Regions from separate parts of the Mus musculus genome. Here regions 1, 2, 3, 4, 5 and 6 are each linked to region 7. Evidence: chromatin contacts called from public HiChIP or PLAC-seq and promoter capture Hi-C data. All regions are on one chromosome and are shown on one strand. The core of a region is the stretch at or near the end of the contact, and the rest is flanking DNA. Distances in the headings are between cores, read along the strand shown. Region 1 overlaps Urb1 (URB1 ribosome biogenesis 1 homolog (S. cerevisiae)). Region 2 has its middle 4.0 kb from the start of Gm36169. Region 3 overlaps Eva1c (eva-1 homolog C (C. elegans)). Region 4 overlaps Eva1c (eva-1 homolog C (C. elegans)). Region 5 holds the start of Eva1c (eva-1 homolog C (C. elegans)). Region 6 holds the start of Urb1 (URB1 ribosome biogenesis 1 homolog (S. cerevisiae)). Region 7 holds the start of Hunk (hormonally upregulated Neu-associated kinase).

Region 1 (3,116 bases), core at 243-2,742, 390 kb after region 7:
GATCAGTCTTGGCCTGCCTCTCAGAGGTAGTGGATCAAATGGCTTAAAATACACACAGAATACCACCAAAATGGCTGCCATCATAAGAAAAAGGCCCTACGCTGTCTGCATTTTTAAGCATAGCTGAGATGGAATGAATCCACTCAAATCCACAGCAAGGTTGACTCTGCCCCAGTGTGTAGACACACAGCATCCGAGCAAGAATCCCACTCCACAGATCCTCCCCATCGCCCCATTTCCTTTCCCTGTACGGAGCTCATGGGTTGTGCTGAGGGGCAGGCATATTAGCTAAGAACACTAGGGTCTCCAGAAGACAGAGAGATAAAAACTTCTTTTATATGGGACGGAAAAGGAGGATGAGGCCAAGCAGAAGCAGTGACGAGGCACTCCTGTCATTAGGGAGCAGTGACAACATGACTGTCATTCCTCACGTAAGCAGAGGACAGAGGAAGGTGAAGGCCCGACTCTGCCCAGCACAGCATCTGGACCCTGCAGCTGCCCGCCCAGCTACACATCCAGCTGCACCAAGGGAAGAGACTTCAGGGGGCAGTGAGTACAGCTCACCAAGGCCTCTTGGGCTTGCGCAGGAATCCAGAGACTGTAGTATCTGTGAAACTGGGCAAGCTGCTGACCGCAGAGCAGGCTAACAGGCTCAAACTTGTCGTAAGACTGGAGCAGAAGACACAGAGCTAGGGGGTCCCTCTGGGTATGGAGAAGGTCGGTCAACACTGCAGTCATATATGCCATGATGCTTTCCCCTGCAAGGAGACGGGCGGGCAGGGTTAGGGATCAGTGAGGTTGCTTCTGAGATACTGACCTGATGCCCTTCCATATTCACATCAGACCCAGGAGCAGCAGCTCCATGAGGGGTCAGATGCCCATGTGGGAAGGCTCTATTTCAGTATGTGTGTATGTACATAGCACATGGTTTGAAACCAGGTCCTCAGGTCTGCAAGGGGAAACCTAGGTATATATACAGCTAGACCAAAGCTACCTGTGCCAAGGACTTGCAGGTGGCTTTCCTGTCCCTTCTTCTGTCGTGGCACACAGGCCTCTCCGAGTCCCTCTCCAAATCCTCTAGGATAACCAGGATTGCCTTGCCCAACCATTATAGAAACCATGCCTTCATATGGCATAGCTATGAGATGGAAGAGCCTAGATCCCTAGGCCACTTCCCAGAAAACCACCACCAGGAAAGCCACCTGGCCTGTTCTGGCCTATGACAAGGTCTGGCAGGAAACAGACTTTTTACCCTCAAACTATTGCCATGCGGGCTCCTGGCTGTGGTGAAGTGTGGGCTCTCCAGACCGCTATGATTTGTGAGTGCTCTCAGGTTTAAGATACTCAGGAAACCCAACACAGCCAAGAATCGTCGCTACCCTGACAGCAGGATTGAGTGCTGGCGAGAAAACCTCAGCTATGGCTGTTCCATGGAGCTGTGTAAACGGCCTTCACAGCCGCCCTGTGCTCTGTGTAAACAGCCTTCACAGCCGCCCTGTGCTCTGTGTAAACAGAGCCTTCACATCCACCCTGTGCTCTGAGCTGAGAGCTTCACAGCCGCCCTGTGCTCTGTGTAAACAGCCTTCACAGCCGCCCTGTGCTCTGAGCTGAGCTACAGGGTATGTCCATCACTGGAGAATCTGACCGCTGGCCCTTAGCACTTCAGCCCCCAGCATTCCCAACGCCAACCCCCACAGACACCCTAACCTGCACAGGTACCTGCTTCACAGTCTGTCCCAAGGAGCAGCTTATTCCTGGCTTCCAGAGCTGCAGGGACCAGAGCACTGAAGGGGAAGGTGAGCAGAATCATGTCTTCATTTAACAAGAACCCAATATCCTCGTCCAGGCCCTCGCTGCCTTCCACCAGGACGTCCACCATGTCCAGCACATCTGAGACAGAAGAGGGGAGGCAAGCTTAAGTAGGAGCCATCAGAGGATCCTCCTCGAAACAGCCCAACACAGGGAGAGGCAAGAGAATGTTTATAAAAGGAGAAAAACAAAATGAACACATTTTCAGACTTCTCTAGAGGAAAAATGCTTCCCAGAGTTTGGGCCTGAACAAGTGAAGACAAGGTCTACAGACTTTATGGTATGGTATTTGACAAAGTGCAGGCTACTCCCCTGAGGTGGTACCGAAAGCTGAGGAACTTTACCCATGTTCAGACAAGCAAGCTGATACCTGAGAGGGCTACAGCATAGACAGCAATTGGGCACTTAGGTTCAAACCTCTCTCTCTCCTCCCTCCTCTCTTCCCAGTCCTTCCCTCTCACCTACCCTCCCATGGATATCAACCCGCCTTCGCGTACCAACTTGCAATAGGACTAGGTGTATCTTTACCCACTGAGTCTAGAATCGGCAGCCTAGTTAGGGGACAGGGATCCCAAGGCAGGCAACAGAATCAGAGGTGGACCCTTCTCCAGTTGTTGGGAGTCCCACATGGAGACCAGGCTGCACATCTGTTACATATGTGTAGGAGGGCTAGGTCCATTCCGTGCATGCTTTCTGGTTTATGGTTCAGTCTCAGTGAGCCCCTATGGGCCCAGAGTAGTTAACTCTGAAGGTTTTCTTGTGTAGGCCTTGACTCCTTGGCTCCTTCAATCCTTCCTCCCCCTCTTCCACAAGATTCCCCAATGTCTGACTAATGGTTGTCTGTGAGTCTCTGCATCTGTTTCCATCAACTGCTAGGTGAACAGGTTCAAATCTTGGAGTTGCACGGAAGAACCTGCGAGAGCCAAAGTGATCTGGTCTCTGTTCCCAGTTCTCTGAATTGTATGTTAGAGAAAAGCAATACCGTCCTCACCTTAGAGCTGTTAACGAGGTTTCTGACATCTGTCAAGGGTAGACAACACACACGGGAACACAGCGCTAAGTTCCTCTTTTATGGCCCAGTTTGTAAGTGAGATGGCTTCATTTCCAGAGTGGCTCATCTTTCTCACAAGGAACTGAGTTGTCTGTGCTCTGAGCAAAGCCTCAGCACAAGCCCTGCTCTGTCTAACCGTGGCCTGAGGTTCTGGGCATGAGACCTACCATCAATATGGGAGATGGGGATGCTGACATCATCTGCATCTTGCTTCCCCATAGAGGCCTGCAGGGTGCTGGCTTCTTGGACAAACTCA
Region 2 (3,305 bases), core at 659-3,158, 290 kb after region 7:
GAGGTGTGTTAGGGAGACAGGACCCTAGCTGCCCCTGCCAGTCTGAAGGGTGGAGCTCTAGGGTCCACTGGGGCTTTATAAAGCAGGACATGACATCATTGGAGGATATCAGGAAGTTCCTAGCCATGTTGAGGAGGCTACACTTGTGAATCTTCCTCCCAGTCCTAGGGCCCAGAACCCACAGGGCAGCCAAGACATCACAGCTGAGACCTGGACCGTGTATCAGGTGGAGGCTTTACCCTCCAAACTCACAAACCAGACACACATGGCCACAGGATGGCCCCTCTCCTTCTCCCCTTCCATCATGGACTCATTCTTGAATGCGGATGTGCACCTAGTGGGTGAGGCCTAAATCCCATGCTACTTCTCAACAGCAAGGAAGACCTAGAACATGGTGTTCATAGTTTCTATCTTGGAAACCACAGAGGAAATTACCAAGATGTGAGGCATGTTCAAAAAAAAAGAAAAAAAGAAAAAAGAAAAGAAAAGAAAAAAATCAAGCTTCTACAAATAACGAGTGTCTTTGTCAAAGCCAGCAGATGGTGGAAATGGGACACTCCCCAGACTGCAGGTCAGCATTTCACCTAGAAAGATGATGGTAAAGACAGGATGAACTGTTCTGGGGTTAAAAGTCCCAGGAAGACACGTGGGGGCAGGGAGGTAAGTCAAGGACACAAACTATGTTTCACAGTTCTTAGAAAGTGTCTTCTTCATAGCTGTGCAGGTGATGAATATAACTTTAAAATAAATATAAAGGTGTTAAAGAGATCATATTTTATGTTCTCCTTAGAGAGACAGCCCTGCGCAGGTGGCTTTGTATAGAGCCACCTGCCAAGATACGTGGTCGGATGACAAATAAGTTGTGTTCTGCCATTCTATCCCAGTTGTCCATGGTCTGTCCAGTTGTCCACAGTCTGTCCACAGTTGTCTGTGGTGAGGGGCAGCCATAGACTTTAACAATCAGTGTCAGATCAGGAGGGAGGGACATGGAGTGGCTTTGGGTGTTCTGCACTTGTTTATTTGGGTTCTGTTGTTGTCTTCTTTTTTGATATATATATATATATGATCTTCATGTGGTTTTCCCCTTTTAAGAGTCTATGATCTCTTCCCAGGGGTCAAAAACTTCATAACACATTCTTTATTTCCCCCTAATCTACCGTAAATATGAGCTTCATATTGAGACATAAAAGAGCACTGTAATACCAAGGTATCAAGGTCATAGACACTTATGAAGGAGGACTTCTATTTGGTATGGCCATGGCTTTAGAAATACCTGAGAGTTCACTGTGGCTTTTTCCTTATTGAGCATCGGGGTGGACCCAAGATTGGTTCCATACTCTGTTACTGTCCTCTCAAAAGTCTTAGTACTTTTTGAACCAAGGACCCCAGTGATTTCATTTGGCAGTGGGTCCGGGGAATCGGACAGCCACTCCCACATAACCCAGCGAGTGCCAGGCCTCACTGCTTAAGGCTTGTGCCAGAATTCATGTCTTCCTGTTCTCACCATCCCCTCCTCATACTCCTGAACTTGCTTACCGACATTTCTGTAGAGCTGTGGCCATGCATTTTTCTGAAGACAATCTTCCTGGTTTGTTTTTAGCAGGGTCTCCAGATTCTAAGGGCAGGGTGGGTGACTCAGCAATAGGGCACTGTACCAGCATTGCCGGGGCCCTGGGTTTTATCTGCAACCCAGGGACAACGTTCTGTGACCCTCAAACGTGCCAGGAACTTTGACCTTCTCTTTCTTCTTTCAGAACTCGTCATAAAGGTGAGCATTTTCTGTGCCACTAAATCTTGAAGGTGGCAGATGGCACATTAATTATAACTCCATCAAGGGCCCTCTGTAGGCTGAGCCATGTGCTTGCATTTCTCAACACCAGGTGTCCCTTGCCATAGAAGAGGGCGCCAAGCAGTCAGCACACTCCCTTTGTTAGAAATGGCTGGAAAGATGTGGCTGTTGGCCGAGTTCTCAGACCCAGTAGTGAGTGCTTTCCAGCAAATTTCTCCACACTGTAGCTCTCTGTCTAAAACGAGACACTTTGGTCATGCAGGCCAGAGCATCAGAAAGGAAATTCGTTTACTACAGTATGGCTTTAAGAGTTTTTTGTAGCCGAATCCTTCAGCACCAGTACATTCTGAAAGCCAAGACTCACCCACCCAGTGTTAAACCTGGCAGCACTCTCAGGACGTTAGGCCTGCTCTTGGAGACGGGCTGCACTTCAGGAAGCTTTTGCCAGTTTACATAGTGTTATGATCGCGATAAATTAAATGGACCCTTTGAGATCGTTCTGTCCCAAACCCATAGACTGGTTTGCTTAACAAATGCCCCGCCCCCTTCGAAAGCAGAACAGGAGGCGGAGCCTCACTCGGGTTCTCCGTGTAGTGGGAGAACGTCTGCAGACACTCTGTATCAGAATGTAAGACGAAATGTCTCTGGCCCAGTTCCCAACAGAACCCTCATTTCCCTATGAACCCTCCTGAGCCTCAAGACCCAGACCTCCGCTGTCTGCTTCCCTAGGCATTCAGTCCTCCACACTCCCACCACAACGGTGGTCCCGTAAGTTCCTCGTGCAATTCTGGGGCCTCTCTCACCCACAGCTCCAAACGCTCCCACACTTCATCTGCAAACCAGATTCAAAGACCTATGAGCCACACGGTCGGGTTTGCAAGAGTCATGTTCTGCCCCCTGTATTGTTACTTTCTCTCTCTCTGATGCTGCGCATCGAACCCAGAGTCTTCTGTGCGCTAGGCAAACCCTCTCCCACTAAGCTGCATCCCGACACTACTTTTCTCGTTGCTTTCACCAAGAATCAATTTAAAGGTAGAAAAAAATCTTCTTGGGCTCACAGTTTGAGAGGATAATTCTACTGGAGAGGAAGGCATGGTGGTGTCAGGATCTTGGAGACCACAACAACAGAGGTAACCGAAAGGAGTAAGAAGATAGTTCAGTTTGACACTACTCAGTAGCCAGTGTTGGATCAACTTCTAGAGTCTGACCCCAACTTGTTTATTTTAGGTGTATTTAAACAGCACCGTTTGGTGATAATTAACTCAATCCCATGTACACAGCAAAGCTTAGGACACAATTACACTGAACTCCGTGTAAGGTACGTGCGGCATCTCCCATAAAGATACATTCTATAAATTGATGACATGTGACACTTTATATAAAGATGGTTTCTATTGGCTGACAAGCTCACGATAAGGGATCTGGGGTGGTCTCAGTGACACAGAAGTCACCATGTCTGCTCCCAGCCTTCTGGGTGGACAACAGGTGATGCATTGCTCTCTTTGAAGAGAAAACC
Region 3 (3,108 bases), core at 494-2,993, 500 kb after region 7:
GGAAGGCTCTGTGCTCGCTGGGTGGCTACAGGCATTCCCGTTCCGAGGGAGCTGGGTGGGAACACACTGCCTGGAAAGAGAAACCAACCAATTGAAACAGTAGACCCCGGGTTCCCCTTAAGAGCCGGAGGAATCCTCAGGGCAGCCCAGAGCTGTAGCACCAATGATAACCAGGCAGATACAGATGATCTGTGGCTTGAAGATCTTGCCCCTGTTTAGCGTATGAGAACAAAGACTTTAAGCTCTGGCCAAAGTGACCTGCTGACCCTGTCCCTCACCAAGTTCTTGGGCACAGTGTCCCCAGCACACGCAGCACTGAAGACGAAGCTCGCAGCTGCACCAATGACCCCTAAAGCCTTTCTTCTCTCAGTGCTACAGTGAGAAGGTCTCCAAGGAAGGTAGGAGCTCCTGAGGACTAAACATGGAAACCTCAAGTCTGTACTCATCCCTTGGGGCAGAACCAGACACGCAGAGTTGGGGAGAAGGCTTGGTGGTGAGGTGCTACGCAAGCCTGAGGACCTGAGAGGGCCTGAGCTCTGGTCCCTAGCAATCTCATTAGAAAAAGTCAAGTGTGAGGGTGCACCCCTGAAAGCCCAGGACTGGGAGGCAGAGACAGGAGGGTGCCTGGGCGTTAGGGGCCAGCCAGTCTAGCTAACTGATGAGATCTGGATTTAGAGAGAGAGATTTTGTCAAAAAGAGAGAAAAAAGGAGAGAGAGAGAGAGAGAGAGAGAGAGAGAGAGAGAGAGAGAAGGAGGGAGGGAGGGAGGAAGGAAGGAAGGAAGGAAGGAAGGAAGGAAGGAAGGAAGGAAGGAAGGAAGGAAGGAAGGAAGGAAGGAAGGAAGGAAGACAGGTAGAGAGCAAAAGACAAAGACACTTAATATTGACCTCTGCCTCTTTTCAGGTGTGCATCTCACCCCTCTGCCCACCTTCCCCAAATTTAAAAATGGTGTTCATACATATATTCATTTTGATTCACATTGGTAAAGTAAGAATAAATAAATCTCTTAGAAGACACTAGCCTTTGCTGGCTAATACGTTTCTTTGACAATCTGGATGCTAAGAAACCTTTGCTCTTCGGACAGGTGTATGTTCATCACGGTTGCTGCGTGTACCTGGAAGGTACTCCCTAGAAACTCCTCAGTTCGTCCCTTTTGTATAATAAACTTTGTCACCCAACTGACAAAACACACTTCCTGTTCCCCAGGTGGCCCATCCACCTCCTCCCTGTCCCTGGTGACTGCATATCTCCAGTCTGGCCTCTTGGCTCCCAGCCCACTCAGGGCATCTCTCATCTGGACCATGGGGTTCCCTCCCTTCTCCAGTGAGCAGCATCTGAAGGTTTCACCTAAGTTAAGCAGGCCACACCCCCACTGTGTAAAATCCTGTATTCTGCCCATTGTAACTAGACACAGAAGCCAGCTGTGGTCCTGTACCTCTCTATCCCCTTCCCTCATGACTTCTGGCTGTTCTGTCACCATATGTGGCCAGCTCTGTCACACCTCTTTGGAACCACCTTGATGGACACCAGAGAGACCTCCCTACCACCTTTCAGAACAGAGCCTTGTTGTTATAAACTCTGCCTTCTCAGTAAAAACTTCCATGAAATAAGTAGGTGGCTCTTCGTCCGAGAGGCTGAGCTCTGCAGGGACTGTGTCAGCAACCAGAGCGTTGCCTGTCACAGGATGGGTGCCCTGTGAACCTTCGGTGGGTGAATGAATCAGGGCCCCTTGCAAGCCTGGCTCGGTGCCCATCCTTGGCTCTGGATTGCAGGCTGGGATGTGGGCTCTGTGTTATCACAGCCTCTAAGCTCTCCTAAGATGCTGGAAATCCAGTTGTTTTTTAATGTGAAATGTTCCAACTTTTAAAACACCGAATAAGCCAAAGACAACATGCCTACAAGGCCACATCCGGGCCACAGGCTGCCAGTGTGTGTGTGTGTGTGTGTGTGTGTGTGTGTGTGTGTGTGTGTGATCTCCACTTTGTTCCCAGACGTTCCTGCAGCCCAGGCACATGGCTTTGAAGAAGGGGGAAGGCGCATTTGGCCTTTACCCTAGACCTGGCGCTGGCTCAGATGGAGGAGTGCAGGAGAGCTGAGAGCTGGTTCTCATCAGGGCCCTGTAAAGGGGAGCTCTGGGGTTGGCGTCCCAGAGCATCTGGCTCTCCAGATTCATTTGTGTATTTTCCTATGCATATGAGCTGAAGTCTGGCAGGTCCACGTGCTTTAGATTCAGCACACCCCTCTGCGAGCCCGTGCTTTGGTGGAGATGCGATGGCCTGTCAGGCACATAGTGGTCACAGACCATTCTGGCTTCCCCAATAGCTCAGCATGGCTTCAGCATTCAAAGACTGGGAGGAAGATACTTCTCAGACCTTTAAAAACATCGTCATTGTCTTTGGCACAAACACAATAGCAACATCAAGCAGTAATAAATAGTAATAAGACTCAGCTACAGCTTTGACCATCAAATGACAAGATACTTATTTTTCTGGGTTTCTTCTAAGTCCAGATGGCTAAGAAGAAAGTTTGTAATTATCCTTTGGCCTCCTTTCCCTTAGCTTTATAGCAAGGGTCTTTGTCCATGGGGCCAAGAAGGCACCAACACTGCCTACCATCTTGCCTAGAGGGTTGATTCCTTATGGGGAGGGTCTTGTGTTTCTGAGTCTCAGAACACATTTTGTAGGCGAGTGCGTGCTGGCAGGTTTTTTTTTATGGGCTATTTCTTTGGAATAAATTCCCACATGTTTTATATCAGAAGTGGGTGGGGCTTGTTTATATCATCAGAGTGTTTCCTGACTTATATGTATAAACTTACCAGTTCTTACAAGCACTAGTGTACCAATTTGCATATGTAAATAGTGAGGCACAACTTTTGGGTTGCCCTGCAACTTTAGTGGTCTGATGTTCTATTTTCCTGAAGGTTTCCTTAATATCGCTTTAATTTGCTTTCTTTGTATTATGGATGTCTATACAATGTGTACATTGTACTGGTATACATTGTTTCTAGCCTTTCTCCTGGTTCCTCCCCTTGATTGACTGATTGACTGAGTTCATAATTTTTTAAGCTCTTAGCAGAGTAGAGAGTAACTAACCCTTGAATGGTTTTCCT
Region 4 (3,295 bases), core at 595-3,094, 470 kb after region 7:
AATAGAAAAATAATTCATGCACACATACACCTTACATTTCTAGGCACTAGAAACCATGGCCATTGACAAAGTATTCCAAAGGGAAAAACTATCCGTGTCCTCAGTTGTAATTACAGTAGATTTGGGGGGTGTGGCCAACACTGACCATATGCAGAATAATTATGGCAGAGTTGGGGTCATGGCTAACAAACAAGCATAAGGACCTGCTCTCCACACAGATGAACGCACTCACATTTCACCAGATGACGTCAGTCAGCAGTGGCCTGCAGATGGGACAGTGGCTCTGTAGCTAGGTTGTCAGAGCTACGCATGCTGTGTATAGGTATACTCAACTCCGAAAGCACCAAGCGACACGATCCTCAGTGTGCATACCTGTATCCACAGAGGCTTTAGGTTAAATTTAAGTTATGGATATTTGTTGAGGATAGGGTGTGTATGGGCACATCTGGTTTGGGTGGCTGAGGAGTTCAAAAGAAGGCGTCAGATCCTGGGAGCTGGAGTCACAGGCAGATACGAGGCACCCTACTATACAGTGCTGAGGACTGAGCTCGAATCCCCTGCATGGGCAGCACGTGCTTGTGACCAATGAGCCATCTCTCTAGCCTGCATCTCTGTTTTAGAGTGATGCATTATTGCATATATGTGGCTGTCCATGCAGAAAACATCCACTTAAGACATATGTGAGTACAGAGGGGAAGCATGTCCTTAAACCAGTGGGTCAGTGCACAGAGACACAGAAGAAGAAACCAACAGAAGTGTTAGAAAGCCTCCGGGTGGGGAGGCAGTGCGGCTGGCTGTGGCATGCTGCCCCCTCGGCAAAAGCCACAGAACCAAGAGCTCCCATCATGGGGAAGCCGGTAATTGTTACGATTATTCTTTCCACATTGAGACATTTGGGAATACTTGAATTTTGAGTGTTATTGAACAGCATATGGGGAAAGTCCGTGCCTTTGGCAATAAGATTGTTTGGTTTTAAGACAACCAAGCAGTTTTATTGTCAAAGAAAATAGTTGTTGTGTTGAGGAAGGGTGCCGGAGAACTGACATCAGGCATTTGAAAACCTCATATCTCTCTCCCTCTCCCTCTCCCTCTCCCTCTCCCTCTCCCTCTCCCTCTCCCTCTCCCTCTCCCTCTCCCTCTCCCTCTCCCTCTCCCTCTCCCTCTCCCTCTCCCTCTTCCTCTCCCCTCCCTATCCCACAATCCCCCTCTCTCTGTGTGTATGTGTGAATATGCATGTCTTCTCAGCATCCCTAAACTGGAGGCAAGTGGCCCATGACATCATTCCCTTGTGAAGCTGAGCCTCTCCCCCTCTCTAAGATGCTGTGTTCCTGAGTTCACACTAAGCCTGAAAGCAGAACATTTAGGATATTGGTTGTTCTTCCCCCTCTTAGGTTTTCTCTTTTCAACAAACCTTGGCTGGCCAATCTCTTTGTTTTTCAGTCTTTATCTTACTAGTTCATTTTTAAATATTGTCACCAAAATACCTCAAGCTGGGTATAAACATATACAGAAAAAAAAAATTAGATGGATCGTAGTTTCAGTTCAAGGTCAAAGGCCAACATCTGGTGCTAACATCTCCTTGCTGGAGGAAGCTTGAGTTACCATCGGGCATCACAGGCGCAGGTGCGTCTGCTTCGTCGAGCCTCGTTGCCTTCTTATATAGCGGCCGGTATTGCATTCAGGAGGTGCTACTACGATGAGATTACCTAAGCTTAGTAACCTGCCTCTGAACACTGTGGTACTCAGTCCCCACTCCTCGCCATGCTCAGTTTCCTTGGCATTCCATCAGAGGTTCATGTCATGGTTAACTCAGCTGCATAGTGAATATCGAGATTGGAGGCTAACATGTGAAACCTCATCCCTTCTCCCCCCGCTGTAACTTAACTCCTTTCATCTGTGGCTCCCCTGCAGCACGGTCTTTGTTGCTGTTGTCTGTTCTTTTCGGTTTTATTTTCAGAAGGGAGCTTGCTGCGTGGCCCCGGATGGTCTGGGACTCACTGTGTATACCTGGCTGGCCTCAAGCTTGCCAAGTTCCTCCCATTCAAGCAGGGTCTACGGGCATAAGCCAACACGACCCAGAAGCAAGCTGTTTTAAAAATTCACTTTTACTTTTCATAGATGTATATGTGGTTGTCTCTGTGTATGCGTGTGGGCATCTGAGGAGGCCAGAAGAGGGAGTCGGATCTCCTGGAGCTGCAGTTACAGAAGGCTGTGGACTGACCAGTGTGTGTGCTGGGAGCCAAACTTATGTCCTCCACAGGAGCAGCCCATGCTCTTTAGCCAGTGAGCCATCTCTGCAGTCCCCTGTCGTAGTTCAAAGAAAAGTTTTCCCCAATGAGGCTTTGGAAAGTGTTAATCCTGAGATTTGCCGGAGAAAACCGAGTTCCACAATTTGGAGTCAATTTCGAAGCAAGCTGTAGTTAAATACTGACCAGGATGGATTTTGTTAAGGACCACTCCCTGGAATTTCCAGCTGAGTCGCCCTGGGGCATGTGTTACAGAGGCTTTTAAGGACAAACCAACATGGCCACCATATTTTCCCATGTGGCTTTGTTATTTCCTAAGAACTACAACTCCCAGCATTTCAGGAAGTTACTAGTCCTTGGGCAGGTGAAACAAACTCCTAGCATTCCAGGAAGTTACCTGGTCGTTGGGTGGGCTATTGGTTAATGTCTTGGTTTTACAGGAGTTAGTGGAATGGGGATCTAGAACACCATCACAAAACAGTAACTTTTCAAAATCTCACCTGCCATTAATGCTGTTACTTTTCAAAATCCGACCAGCGGCTTACTTAAGGTAAGCCACTGCTGTAAGGATTGCAGATTCTTGATACAACGTAAGCTAGCTGTTGCAACCAAGAACCCCTGGTGGCAGAACAGAATGGAGGGTTAGTTCCTGCTCCGGCCATTGCTCTGTGAGATTGGAAAATCAAGGAAACTTTACTCTGTGTAATCACTTAAGGATCCAGGCTCCTTCCCTCTTGGTACAGCCCCATCCTTTGGGGTCTCAGTTAGCTTTTGTCCATGTAGGACAGCAAGTGGGAAAGCAAGAACAGAGGTGTCCCATCACGACAGGTTTTGTGGCTCAGCTTTCCAAGTGGCAAACATCTCCTTTGCCCTCTTCCCATTGCCCCAGTGTTTGCTGGTCAGTTCGATGACAGACCCCCTGGCCCCTAGAAACCACTAGAAACAAGGTGGGTTTCCTCCCATGCCGAAAGCACCTGTCTGCTCCAAGCTTCAGGTGTCCTCTTCTTATCTGGTCAGCTTTTTGGCCAGAACTGAATTTAAGAATTGTA
Region 5 (2,938 bases), core at 294-2,793, 440 kb after region 7:
GTGTCAGAGACATCTGGAAGCTTCTACAGCCCCAACAGCACAATGCTGCCTGCCCCCATCCCTCAGGGAGCACGGTTCCCTTACTGGGCCCGCATCTTCATGCCCTGCCAAAGAACCTGACACACACTGGTAGCCAATCTAGATCTAGATGAGGGGATAAGATAGACGAATAGGAGGGACCCGAGGTCTGCACACTCTTTCTCCAGTGGTCTTTGTGAATTGAGCAACCTTACCTACTCTTCCAGCCTTAGTTTACCCAACATAAGACGTTCATATTAAACTTATATCCCATGATTATTGAGGCTGTGTTTTTAAAAAAGATTGTGTGTGTGTGGGGGGGGGGGCAGAGTAGAGTTCGAGTTCGTGGGTCCCCTGAGAGAGATTCAGGGTGGTTGCAAGCTGCCAGCGCTGGGTGCTGGAATCTGAACTAGTGTCCTCTGGAAAAGCAGCAAGTTCTATTAACCGCTGAGCCATCTCTCCAGCCCAAGGCTATGCAAACTGGGTCTCTCCATACAAACACCAGTATTTAGCATTTTCTTCCCACCCTCAGGATCTCAATTTGGGCGACCTAGCCCCCCGAAGGATGTGTGGCTGTCATCCTCCTAGAATCTAGTGGTCCAGCTCTGAGACAGTGCCACAGGGAGGCAGAGTGTCCTCTTGTTCTGCTGGCCTGGCCTCCGCACTCTGAGCTCTGCTCCCAGAGCAGGGCGGGGCTGGAAGCCTAGACCCGCCCTTGGGCCTCATTATCTACGTTTCCGCGTCAGGCGCGCTGGGTGAACTTGGCAAGCCCTCCCGGCGGTGGATGGGGAACACTTTGTGCCGAGCGCCCGCCCGCCCGCCGGGCCCTCCTCCTTCCCACCGGCGCCGCGGGGCCTGGACGCCTGCGCTGTTCTTAGGTCTGGGGTCTCTCGAGTGCCTAGCACCTGGCCCCGCAGCTCTGGACTCCCGCTCATCGTCCCTGGTGTCATCACCGATCTATTGGTCTACGGGTGTCCAAATGCGTAGACACCGCACGTAGTCAACAGGGTCATATAGATGCCGTGGCCCATTTTAAAACAAAGCTCAATTATAAGCGCTCAGCCGCTGTTTATTCCAGCCCAGTTTCAGATCCCCGAGGGCTGCTGTCAACTAGCACCCACAGGAAGCTCCATCCGAGCAAAAGGAACCTGGCTCGGAGCCTCGTGACTGGTTTGAGACTACCAGCTCCCTCAGGTCCGGACTGCTAGAGCCTAGGCAGATTTCTATGGTGGGCAGAAAGTTGAGGACCCAGTCTCCCATTCAGTGCGATCAGACGTACTGCGTGCTTGGTGGCTGAACAACAAGCGCTGAAGGTGGCAGAGACGGTAATGTCTCTATCTCCGGGACCTCACCTCCCACCCCCCTTCCCACGATCTCCGCTCCCCTCTAGCCAGGGCTGTACGCTGCTGCCTTGGTTCTAAAGTGCGTCACGGACGGGCACCAGCCGCGCTGCTCCACCGGCCTGGGTGAGGTTGGCGCCGAGCCAGCGCAAGCTGAGCCAGCAGCTCTTGACCATCACCCCGCCTAGAGACACCGGCGTGGAAAGCGCTCAAGCTGCGCAGCATCGGGTCGCTGCTGGAGACGCTCTCCGCTTTGGGCTCGGCGCCCCCGATCGGCCTCGGCCAAGCTCCGGAGCACGAGGTGACACCCCCTAAACTCCCTAGGCTGGCTCCCTAGGTTCATGGAGCCAGGAAGATTTCTTCTGAAGAAACTACGCCTCGGCCTCCCTGGGATCCTCGCCCCGCCCCGGGTCTCCGCCCCCTCCCCTTGGCTGGGGATCCCGGACCCGGCGGCGACCGCCTAAGAAGCTCCAGCAGCCTGGACAAGGAGGCGGCAGGGGGCCGGGAGCTGGTGGCTACAGACTCGCCCCGCCATGTGACGCGGTCCTCCTTGCCTGCGATCCCAGCGCCAGCGCCCGCGCCCAGCCGCGCCGCGCATCATGCTCCTGCCAGGACACCCGCGTCCACCACCCGCGCCCCAATCGGCGCAGAATCAGGGCCTCCGCAGGCAGGTAGAGCCTCCGGGGCAGCTTCTGCGCCTGTTCTACTGCACGGTCCTAGTGTGCTCCAAAGAGACCTCCGCGCTCACCGATTTCTCTGGTAAGAGCGCTCTTGCTTGCCTCGAGCCCGCGTTCCCCTAGCTGTTGCCCAGGTGAGTGGCCTCTGCATGGGGCACTACCTGGTTGGATTAAAGTTGAAGTGTTCTCCCTAACTAGTTATCTTGCCTCGTGGGAGCCCTTGGCATCTAGGTGGTGGTAGCAGGGAAGTCAGCCCTTATTAAGGCCGGGCTTATTTCGAGTTTCTCTAGGCTCTCTTGACTTTTGTTAGTTTCCTGGGCATCGGCGACGCAGCCCTGACCTTTGCATGTTCACCAGAGGACCCCTAAGCTGAGCCCGGACCCCTAAGCTGAGCCCGGACCCCTAAGCTGAGCCCGGACCCCTAAGCTGAGCCCGGACCCCTAAGCTGAGCCCGGTACCACGCCCAACTCTGGAAGATTGCCGTGGTCTGGACGAAGGGTTGCACTTGGCTGGCCACTCACACGATAAGGGTGCGTCCCAACCAGACTCCAGGGTACCCATGTAAGGAGACTTGTCCAGGGCACGTTGGACAGAAAGTCCAAGCCAGCCTCGAGGGGGGGAGCCTGGGAAGACTGGAGGTCTGGTGGAGATGCCCGGAGACTGATAGAAGCTGACAGAACAGAGACTGGACTCAGAGGCATGACTCTCCAACAAAAGGTGGCAGCACCCCCCCCCCAACACACACACACACACACACACACACACACACACACACACACACACGACTTTCTCCTGCCAAGTCAAAGATCAATGTGCTCTTTGGCGAATTCCTACCTGACCTCTGAGCAAAATACCTTAGCAAGGTGTGAGGCAAGGCTGCAGGTGGCAGTTAGTTGTGGGGAT
Region 6 (3,328 bases), core at 578-3,077, 420 kb after region 7:
TGAGGAACAGGGATAACACTTACCCCGTCACCAGTGAAGGGCAAGTATGTTGAAGAACCAGACTTGAGCAGATCCTTTCTGATCTAGAATCCCGACTCACTGGTCAGTCATCTCTCTACTGCTGACACTACTCAACTGAGTAGCCTTTGCCACTGAATCCCAAAGCTCCTCTCCACCACACAAAGGGAACAGCAAGAGCAACCTAAAAATCCCCAACACACACCCACCAATCCAATCCTTGAGAGCATTCCCATGACAGGAACTCAATGTGTACCAAGGAGGGAAAGGGAGAGAAAAATCCTGACATTATAGTCAAATAAAAATCTCCAAACTCCCACATTCACCCACTGACTTCAGCTTCGCAACGTCTTTCAATCACTTCATTAGTCATGTACCTGCCAACCTAGCTGTCCCCTGAAATGTAGACAGAAGCCTTTCAGGAACCGAGCTGGCGCTTTTCTTCTGCCAGGAAGGCTCCTTTCCCTATACAATTCTACAACTCATGAAAAACCTGCTTCCTTGGGGAAGCCTTCTTTGATTTCACAGATCAAGGTCCCAGGCCCATTAGGCACAATGGATAGCTGGCTCCTTCTGGAAGACCCGTGACTATGTGACTTTGCTGGTCACCTGCTTTCCCAAACTATCAGATTTGCAATGGCAAGACCTGTGCCAGGGTTTTATTCGCCCATTACATCTCTACCTAACAAACAGCAACTGCAATTAAATATCGAATAAGTGTGTGGGGCGCTAAATTCTGTGCTAGCAAAGGTGTCATCTTCTAAGCAAACGACCAAGGCGAGGCACCAAACGTTTAAAAATAAAAATTGTAAGAAAAACATTAGCTGAGAATACTTTTTGAGTCAGGGTCTCACTATATAGTGTTTACCGAGTCCCCTGGCTTGAGTTAGCCCAGGGCAGTTCAGGGAGACGGACAGCTTACTCTTCTTTGGACTGGCAGCAGCAGCAGCAGTCAGGAGTGCTCTGCCAACATGACACTGTCAGGATGGCACCAATTCTATCCTTAATCTTCAAATATTTCTAATGTTGGAAGTCAAGGTGTACTTGGTCTGGCACTTTCTAAGAAGATAAGGCTGGCCTTCAACTGACAGAAATCCTCTTGCCTCTTCCTCCCTCTAAAGTGCTGAATTAAAGGCACGAACCATCAAGCCCTGCGATAGTTTATTAACTTTGTAGTTTTGTTAACCTAAGAGAAATATTTCGCTGTCTTGTTTTTACCACCGCGTTGACGTCTGAACATGGTAACATGTTCAACTGTGGTTCTCCTCACAACCAATGTACTCCTTGCACGATTAGAAGTCGTTGTGAAGTGGTGTCACACTCTGCAGCGAGTGAAATTAAATTACAGAATCTGGCCCCTCTCGGTTACCGGTCCGGACAATCCTAGTCACTCGATTTAGTTGTAGGTCCTTATGGAACTTGTTACACGTGACATCCCGCCATTATCAGGGTTGACAGTTGGTTACTATGGGAACGGCTACTGACAGCCCAAGCAAGCTATCTCACTGAACTATTCTTGACTAACTCCGAGCCGGGCTCCGAGGCGCCGCTGTGCCGGCTACTGCCCCGAAGCTGAGGAGTCCGCTCCCACTCACCCGGTCCTGGGCCCTGCGCATCCTTCAGCAGGGTCTTGAACCGCACGCCCGTGAACTCCTCCGCTCGCGTTCGCTTGACTGTGCCAGCGGGGGACGCCGCGCTGCTGGGACCCTCTGACGCCTTCCTCTTGGGGACCCCCATGGCCCAAACCACCGGGCCAGCAAAACGGCACCCTCGGAAAACCCACGCGACCGGAAGCACCGGCGGCAAGGAAGGGGCGGGACTGGAAGGAAAGGCGGAGCCTATGAGGGGAAGCCGGTAAAAGAGCCGGTCTTCGGGTGAGAAAGGGCGGAAGGGGCGGGGCCTGCTGAAGGGGGCGTGGAGAAGGTAGAACACCTGGGGGCGGGGCCTTCTGGGGCGTGTCTCTGGGTGGTGTGGGCGTGGCTTGGTGCTTGGGTGGGGCCTGTAGGGCCTGGGATTTCCCCAAGGGTTCTCTGGCTGTGCTCTGCCTGCAAAGAAAAATCACATACCCGCCCTTAGCTGCAACAATCTGGGGCAGATGGATCAAAATGCTTCCCCTGCTCCCGCAACTCCCTGAGCAGGAAGAACTCCCAGACCCACAAAGAGCAGCACAAAGAGCTCAGATATTTAAAAATCTCTGAGCATTTTAATGATATCCTTTGAACAACTTCATGAGATTGATACTTCCTCAGTTCAAGCCCCCTGCGTGTAAGTGTAAGCCGGGTGAATTCCCGAGGGCTTGACATCAGGTGGACTTACCTCTGAAAAGCCCTAGCTTGGGAATGTGGTCCAGAGTGTCCGTAACCCTGAATCCCCAGTTTTTGTCACAACCCTAGCCAGAAGGCCTAGGCTGGTTAGATGTCATTTCAAGTAACCTCCATCCACGCTTGCTTCCCCCAAACCTTGATGCACTCCTTCTGTGGTGCTGAAGGCCAGGGGCGATCAAAGAAAGCAAGCATTTAAGAAAACCTCCTTGGACAGTGCCCGCATCTCAGCACCCTCGTTAAAAAGGAGACAACAAAGCCGGCTCTCCCCAGTCCTGGGCTGGAGAACGGCAAGTAATGTAATGTTTAAAGAACTGCTTTAAGGGGACAGAGAGTACGATACAGTTTTTATTTGTTGTAAGCTGTTGATTTACAGGCTGCATTCAATGCTCTGGCAAAAATGTGGGAAAGTAAAAACAGTCAGTTGCATAATTAAAAAAAACAGATCTTATCAATATCTTGGTATGTATTTAAAATTCCAAACTAGCCTGTTAGTTGGGAAATCGATGGTTTCTGAAATTCTCTGTCATATTCTTCTAGTCTAATAAGGCACACTTTTGGAAGCAAGTATCTTTTAAGCATCTAAGAATGTGGTCCCTGTCACTCCTATGATTTTAGAGTCCCTAAGAGAAAAACAAACAAACAAACAACAACAACAACACTTGCCTTTGACTTTGAGCCTGTAGCCTACAGAAACAACTGCATCTGTGGGAATCCCTAGGTCCCGGGCCTGTCAGAAAAATGAAGATGACTAAAACCATGAATAATTTTGAGAGAAGAGGCTGAAGACCGACTTGTGACCAATTGCCCATGTTGACACTCACCAGGACCCAAACAAAAGGCAGCAAGAAGAAGGAAGAAACAGTCTAAAGCCTTGAGTTTAGCTTATGTGATGTTGGGGGAAATTATCATCTCTCTGTACTAGTGGAAGTTATAAATAATTGGGGGTGGGGGTGTGGCTGGGAGGGTGATGGTCTCAGCTCAATCCC
Region 7 (3,116 bases), core at 147-2,646:
CTGGATGGGTGACAGCTGTGTCCCCTCCCCCACCTCAGAGCATAAATGTGGATCGATGATGTCATAACTGTTTACTGCGGGGTAAACAATGAAATGAACTTTGTTAGGACCGAATCCTCCCTTTGAGCTCAGATGATGTGTGATCAGAGGTTAAATTTGCATTAGACGCGGGCACCTCAACAGGTCGCATTTTGGAAAGCCCTCTCCGCATCCTTTTTGTGTGTGTGTGTCTCTCATTTCGCTTCAGGAATATATTGGGGATCCTGGAGAATAATGGGTAGGTGTCTCAGGCTGTTTATGTTTATTGTTTAGGTGAAATCAGTGCACTCACAGAGCCCGCAGAATAAAAGCATTCAGGAGCAGTGAGGCTCCGGTCCGGTCCGGTCCGGCTCACCCTGCAATACATCATCTCTAAGGAAAGCAGAGAGGGGGCAAACGAACGCGCACAAGCAGCAAACGCCCTGGTTCCTACGCTGCCGCCACTACTGTTAGCTGTGGCGGCTGCTTCTCCACGGACAACAGCAATCGAGTATGTGTGCGAGCCCCGACACATAGCCTGCTAGGTACCCACCCACCCATCTTCCATAGTCCCTACTGTGTGCCAGGTTCTGGGTTGGGTATCCAACTCTGCTACAGTCCAAAGCTTCTCTTTCTCTTTCCCCTGCCTATGGTGGGTGCTGTTGGTGAGGACATTCACTCTCGAAAGGGCCAGAAAGCTCAAGCTCAGAACCTGCGCGATCCGCACCCCGGGAGGCAGCAGGTCTTGGGCAGCCCAGGAGCGCGCGTCTACGCGGCCGCGCGGGGTCCCCCTGTCTGGCGCTCAGGTGGCTTCGCCGCCCACTCCGCCGCTCCCTTCCCCTCCCCTCTCCAGCGAGGGTCGAGTTCGGCTGTTGCGCGCGGGGAAGGAAGGAGGGGCTACGAGGGATTTGAAAGTGCTCAAGCTGCGGAGTGGAGCTCGCTTCTGTCCCCGCCGCCCGCGAGCGGATTAAATTTCTGCAAATTCAAACTGAATGGGGCTTTCTTCTGCTGCCTTCCAGAGGGCGCCTGCAGCCCGCCGCGCGCTCCTCTCCGGCGGGAGCGGCCCCGGGGAGCACCGCTGAGGACCCGGCGGGCCAGAGGGCGGCGGCGCCCGGGCTTGGGGGACTCCGCCACCGGACTGTGCCCCTCTCGGACCAGCAGCCGCTGTTCCCTCTCACAGCCGATCGGGGCACCAGACGGGACCGCGGGCGCGATCTGGGCGATCGATCCTCGGAGGACGAACTTCTCGGGGGCGGGTCCCCGGTCGCCCGGTCGCCAGCTATTGTCTGCGCGCGGCGCTAGCACAGAGGCGCGGGGGGCGTGAGCACAGAGACCCGGGCCGGGCGGGGCCGGGTCCAGGGCGGCGGCAGGAGGAGCCAGGGCAGCCCCGGGAGCCGGAGGAGGAGCGGCTGCGAGCGCGGGAGCCGAGCGAGCGCGATGCCGGCAGCGGCGGGGGACGGGCTCTTGGGCGAGCCGGCGGCACCGGGGGGCGATGGAGGCGCGGAGGACACGACCAGGCCGGCGGCGGCCTGCGAGGGAAGTTTCCTGCCCGCCTGGGTGAGCGGCGTGTCCCGCGAGCGGCTCCGGGACTTCCAGCACCACAAGCGCGTGGGCAACTACCTCATCGGCAGCAGGAAGCTGGGAGAGGGCTCCTTCGCCAAGGTGCGCGAGGGGCTGCACGTGCTGACGGGAGAAAAGGTGAGCTGGGGTGCGCGGGCCTGGCGGGAGGACCCGGGAGCACTGTCCCGCGAGCACTCAGCCTGGCTCTCCAACCCAGTGTGGCTAGACGCACGCTCAGGCTCTCCTAGTGGGCCACCGGGCACCTACTGATGGATGATGGTGGTGATGGGCTCACGTTCGTGGGGTGGGGTACCCGGGCAGATAGATGTACCCGCGAAGCTACCCCGCACCGTCTTTCTGTTTTGTTTTGGAAGGGTGCCGCCTGGCGGACGCCAGGGAAGGGAGGGGAGAGGTGGCGGTGGAGGGTCCTGCGGTAGGGGCATGGATCAGTGCAGAGGCGGGAACTAGATCCAGGCTGGGGTTCAGCTTTGCCTGTGGAATGTGCGGCGGCGGGAGAGCAAGGCAGCCAGTCTGAGGTTGCTTAGAGTTTCATCCCTCCTGGGCTCAGGCGAGGACGTGGAGGGGAGTTGGGGCCCTGTAAGCTCCCCTCTCCCCCCGTGTGGGCTGGGGCAACTGTTGGAGTAACGATCCTGCTTTTGGCAGGTGCAGAACTACACAGGCCCTGGACTCTAGAAGTTTGCAGATACCTTTTCATCTTTCTAGAAGACAGTAAAGGAAAGGGGCCCCTCCCCCACACCCGGAGGGACTCTACTTCGACCTAATTAGAAGTGAGAGAGTGAACTCTTGCCAGGCCGGGTGCGGGCAGATCTCAGGTGTTAACTTAGATTTGTGAAAAGAAACCCAAGAAGCTGACTTACTTTTGAGGCTGGGTGGCCTCAGGCAGGGAATTGCTCTGGGCTGCCAAACTGGTATCTTTGTAGGGACCCAATACTCTAATCACCCAGGCTGGGGGTTGTCCGCGCGGGCGGAGGAGGGGAACTCAGCCGGTCCTAGCAGCAAATAGCCCAAGGGCCAAGCCCTCGGGCCTGCTGCTCTGGGTTTCCTTGCCCAGCCTAGGGGTTTGTGACAGTGATGAACTGTGAGAAGTCTGGTGACAGGCCAGGGCCACCACACTAGTCATTTTCTAGCCTCTGGATACCTTTGATTTCCTCTTGGTTTCTGTTGTCCTGGAAACCCCTACATTTGAGCACTGGGTTCCATCACCCTTTGACTTTATCTTCTTTTTCTGTAGCCATTCCAAGTGGGGTGCCCCTTTATACTGGGTAAGCAGGGTTAGACCGAGCAGTCATTTTCAAGTGTCTCTTGCCCGAATTTCCAAGCAAAAAAAAAAAAAAAAAAAAAAAAAACACCCACAAAAAACAAAAAAACAAAAACAAAAACAAAAAACAAACAAACAAAAAAAACCCAGCATTCAGTATGAACTCACATTAGCTCTTCAAAGGAGAAACTCTTTAGACCCGTCCTAGTTGTTCTCAGTGGAGTAAGGGAATATTTATTTACTTTTTGGTGCGCAGTGG

The links. Promoter capture Hi-C pulls out the DNA fragments that hold promoters and counts their contacts. HiChIP or PLAC-seq counts read pairs in DNA pulled down with a chosen protein or histone mark.
Region 1: a contact with region 7 is called in an H3K27ac HiChIP or PLAC-seq map of epiblast stem cells, with 6 times the contacts expected there. The contact joins the enhancer-like site here to the promoter of Hunk in region 7. A contact is called at or near these places in 8 of 39 promoter capture datasets (cranial neural crest, embryonic stem cells, frontonasal cranial neural crest and 4 more), 5 of 484 Hi-C or Micro-C datasets (embryonic stem cells, gonadal supporting cells, myeloid progenitors and 2 more), 16 of 115 datasets of contacts at active chromatin or transcription factors (T-cell acute lymphoblastic leukemia, craniofacial prominence, embryonic basal ganglia and 8 more) and 1 of 9 other capture datasets (embryonic stem cells).
Region 2: an H3K4me3 HiChIP or PLAC-seq map of forebrain shows a contact between it and region 7, with 4 times the contacts expected there. The contact joins the enhancer-like site here to the promoter of Hunk in region 7. A contact is called at or near these places in 13 of 39 promoter capture datasets (the HPC-7 cell line, HPC-7-derived erythroid cells, cranial neural crest and 8 more), 4 of 15 datasets of contacts at CTCF or cohesin (embryonic stem cells and stem cell-derived epiblast-like cells), 22 of 484 Hi-C or Micro-C datasets (the HL-1 cell line, bone marrow-derived macrophages, differentiating embryonic stem cells and 3 more), 21 of 115 datasets of contacts at active chromatin or transcription factors (craniofacial prominence, differentiating embryonic stem cells, embryonic basal ganglia and 11 more) and 4 of 9 other capture datasets (adipose tissue, embryonic stem cells, liver and 1 more).
Region 3: a contact with region 7 is called in an H3K4me3 HiChIP or PLAC-seq map of embryonic limb bud, with 4 times the contacts expected there. The contact joins the enhancer-like site here to the promoter of Hunk in region 7. A contact is called at or near these places in 4 of 39 promoter capture datasets (cranial neural crest, frontonasal cranial neural crest, hematopoietic stem and progenitor cells and 1 more), 4 of 115 datasets of contacts at active chromatin or transcription factors (SST interneurons, T-cell acute lymphoblastic leukemia, embryonic limb bud and 1 more) and 3 of 9 other capture datasets (embryonic stem cells, liver and pancreatic islet).
Region 4: a promoter capture Hi-C map of cranial neural crest shows a contact between it and region 7. The contact joins the enhancer-like site here to the promoter of Hunk in region 7. A contact is called at or near these places in 3 of 39 promoter capture datasets (the C10 cell line, cranial neural crest and hippocampal neurons), 7 of 115 datasets of contacts at active chromatin or transcription factors (embryonic stem cells, kidney and stem cell-derived neural progenitor cells) and 1 of 9 other capture datasets (embryonic stem cells).
Region 5: a promoter capture Hi-C map of stem cell-derived epiblast-like cells shows a contact between it and region 7, with 19 times the contacts expected there. The contact joins the promoter of Eva1c here to the promoter of Hunk in region 7. A contact is called at or near these places in 17 of 39 promoter capture datasets (the 3T3-L1 cell line, the C10 cell line, the HPC-7 cell line and 11 more), 5 of 484 Hi-C or Micro-C datasets (embryonic stem cells and stem cell-derived neural progenitor cells), 16 of 115 datasets of contacts at active chromatin or transcription factors (T-cell acute lymphoblastic leukemia, astrocytes, bone marrow-derived macrophages and 10 more) and 1 of 9 other capture datasets (adipose tissue).
Region 6: an H3K4me3 HiChIP or PLAC-seq map of neural tube shows a contact between it and region 7, with 6 times the contacts expected there. The contact joins the promoter of Urb1 here to the promoter of Hunk in region 7. A contact is called at or near these places in 16 of 39 promoter capture datasets (the 3T3-L1 cell line, the C10 cell line, the HPC-7 cell line and 9 more), 2 of 15 datasets of contacts at CTCF or cohesin (pro-B cells and stem cell-derived epiblast-like cells), 15 of 484 Hi-C or Micro-C datasets (the HL-1 cell line, cranial neural crest, embryonic stem cells and 7 more) and 17 of 115 datasets of contacts at active chromatin or transcription factors (T-cell acute lymphoblastic leukemia, astrocytes, cardiomyocytes and 12 more).

The regions. Positions count from the first base shown.
Region 1 is chr16:90,778,484-90,781,599 of GRCm38.p6, forward strand. Urb1 (URB1 ribosome biogenesis 1 homolog (S. cerevisiae)) reads right to left here. Exons shown (of 39, transcript NM_029497.1): 17 at 3,028-3,116; 18 at 1,720-1,890; 19 at 565-758. Among named protein-coding and RNA genes, the nearest start is that of Urb1, 30 kb to the right of the region's middle. Within about 2 kb of position 1,493, at least 35 of the 459 cell types and tissues checked have an H3K27ac peak or open chromatin away from gene starts, as enhancers often do. A contact at or near this core is called in epiblast stem cells, where this site is marked.
Region 2 is chr16:90,671,818-90,675,122 of GRCm38.p6, forward strand. No RefSeq gene overlaps it. Among named protein-coding and RNA genes, the nearest start is that of Gm36169, 4.0 kb to the right of the region's middle. Within about 2 kb of position 1,909, at least 15 of the 459 cell types and tissues checked have an H3K27ac peak or open chromatin away from gene starts, as enhancers often do. A contact at or near this core is called in adipose tissue, forebrain and hippocampal neurons, where this site is marked.
Region 3 is chr16:90,880,813-90,883,920 of GRCm38.p6, forward strand. The region is part of intron 4 of Eva1c (eva-1 homolog C (C. elegans)); the gene reads left to right. Among named protein-coding and RNA genes, the nearest start is that of Gm36363, 31 kb to the left of the region's middle. Within about 2 kb of position 1,744, at least 50 of the 459 cell types and tissues checked have an H3K27ac peak or open chromatin away from gene starts, as enhancers often do. A contact at or near this core is called in embryonic limb bud, where this site is marked.
Region 4 is chr16:90,853,182-90,856,476 of GRCm38.p6, forward strand. The region is part of intron 1 of Eva1c (eva-1 homolog C (C. elegans)); the gene reads left to right. Among named protein-coding and RNA genes, the nearest start is that of Gm36363, 3.7 kb to the left of the region's middle. Within about 2 kb of position 1,845, at least 7 of the 459 cell types and tissues checked have an H3K27ac peak or open chromatin away from gene starts, as enhancers often do.
Region 5 is chr16:90,829,316-90,832,253 of GRCm38.p6, forward strand. Eva1c (eva-1 homolog C (C. elegans)) reads left to right here and starts at 1,544. Exons shown (of 8, transcript NM_001199210.2): 1 at 1,544-2,117. The coding sequence starts at 1,958.
Region 6 is chr16:90,808,586-90,811,913 of GRCm38.p6, forward strand. It overlaps Urb1 (URB1 ribosome biogenesis 1 homolog (S. cerevisiae)), which reads right to left and starts at 1,828. Exons shown (of 39, transcript NM_029497.1): 1 at 1,614-1,828. The coding sequence starts at 1,755.
Region 7 is chr16:90,385,001-90,388,116 of GRCm38.p6, forward strand. It overlaps Hunk (hormonally upregulated Neu-associated kinase), which reads left to right and starts at 1,397. Exons shown (of 11, transcript NM_015755.2): 1 at 1,397-1,716. The coding sequence starts at 1,456.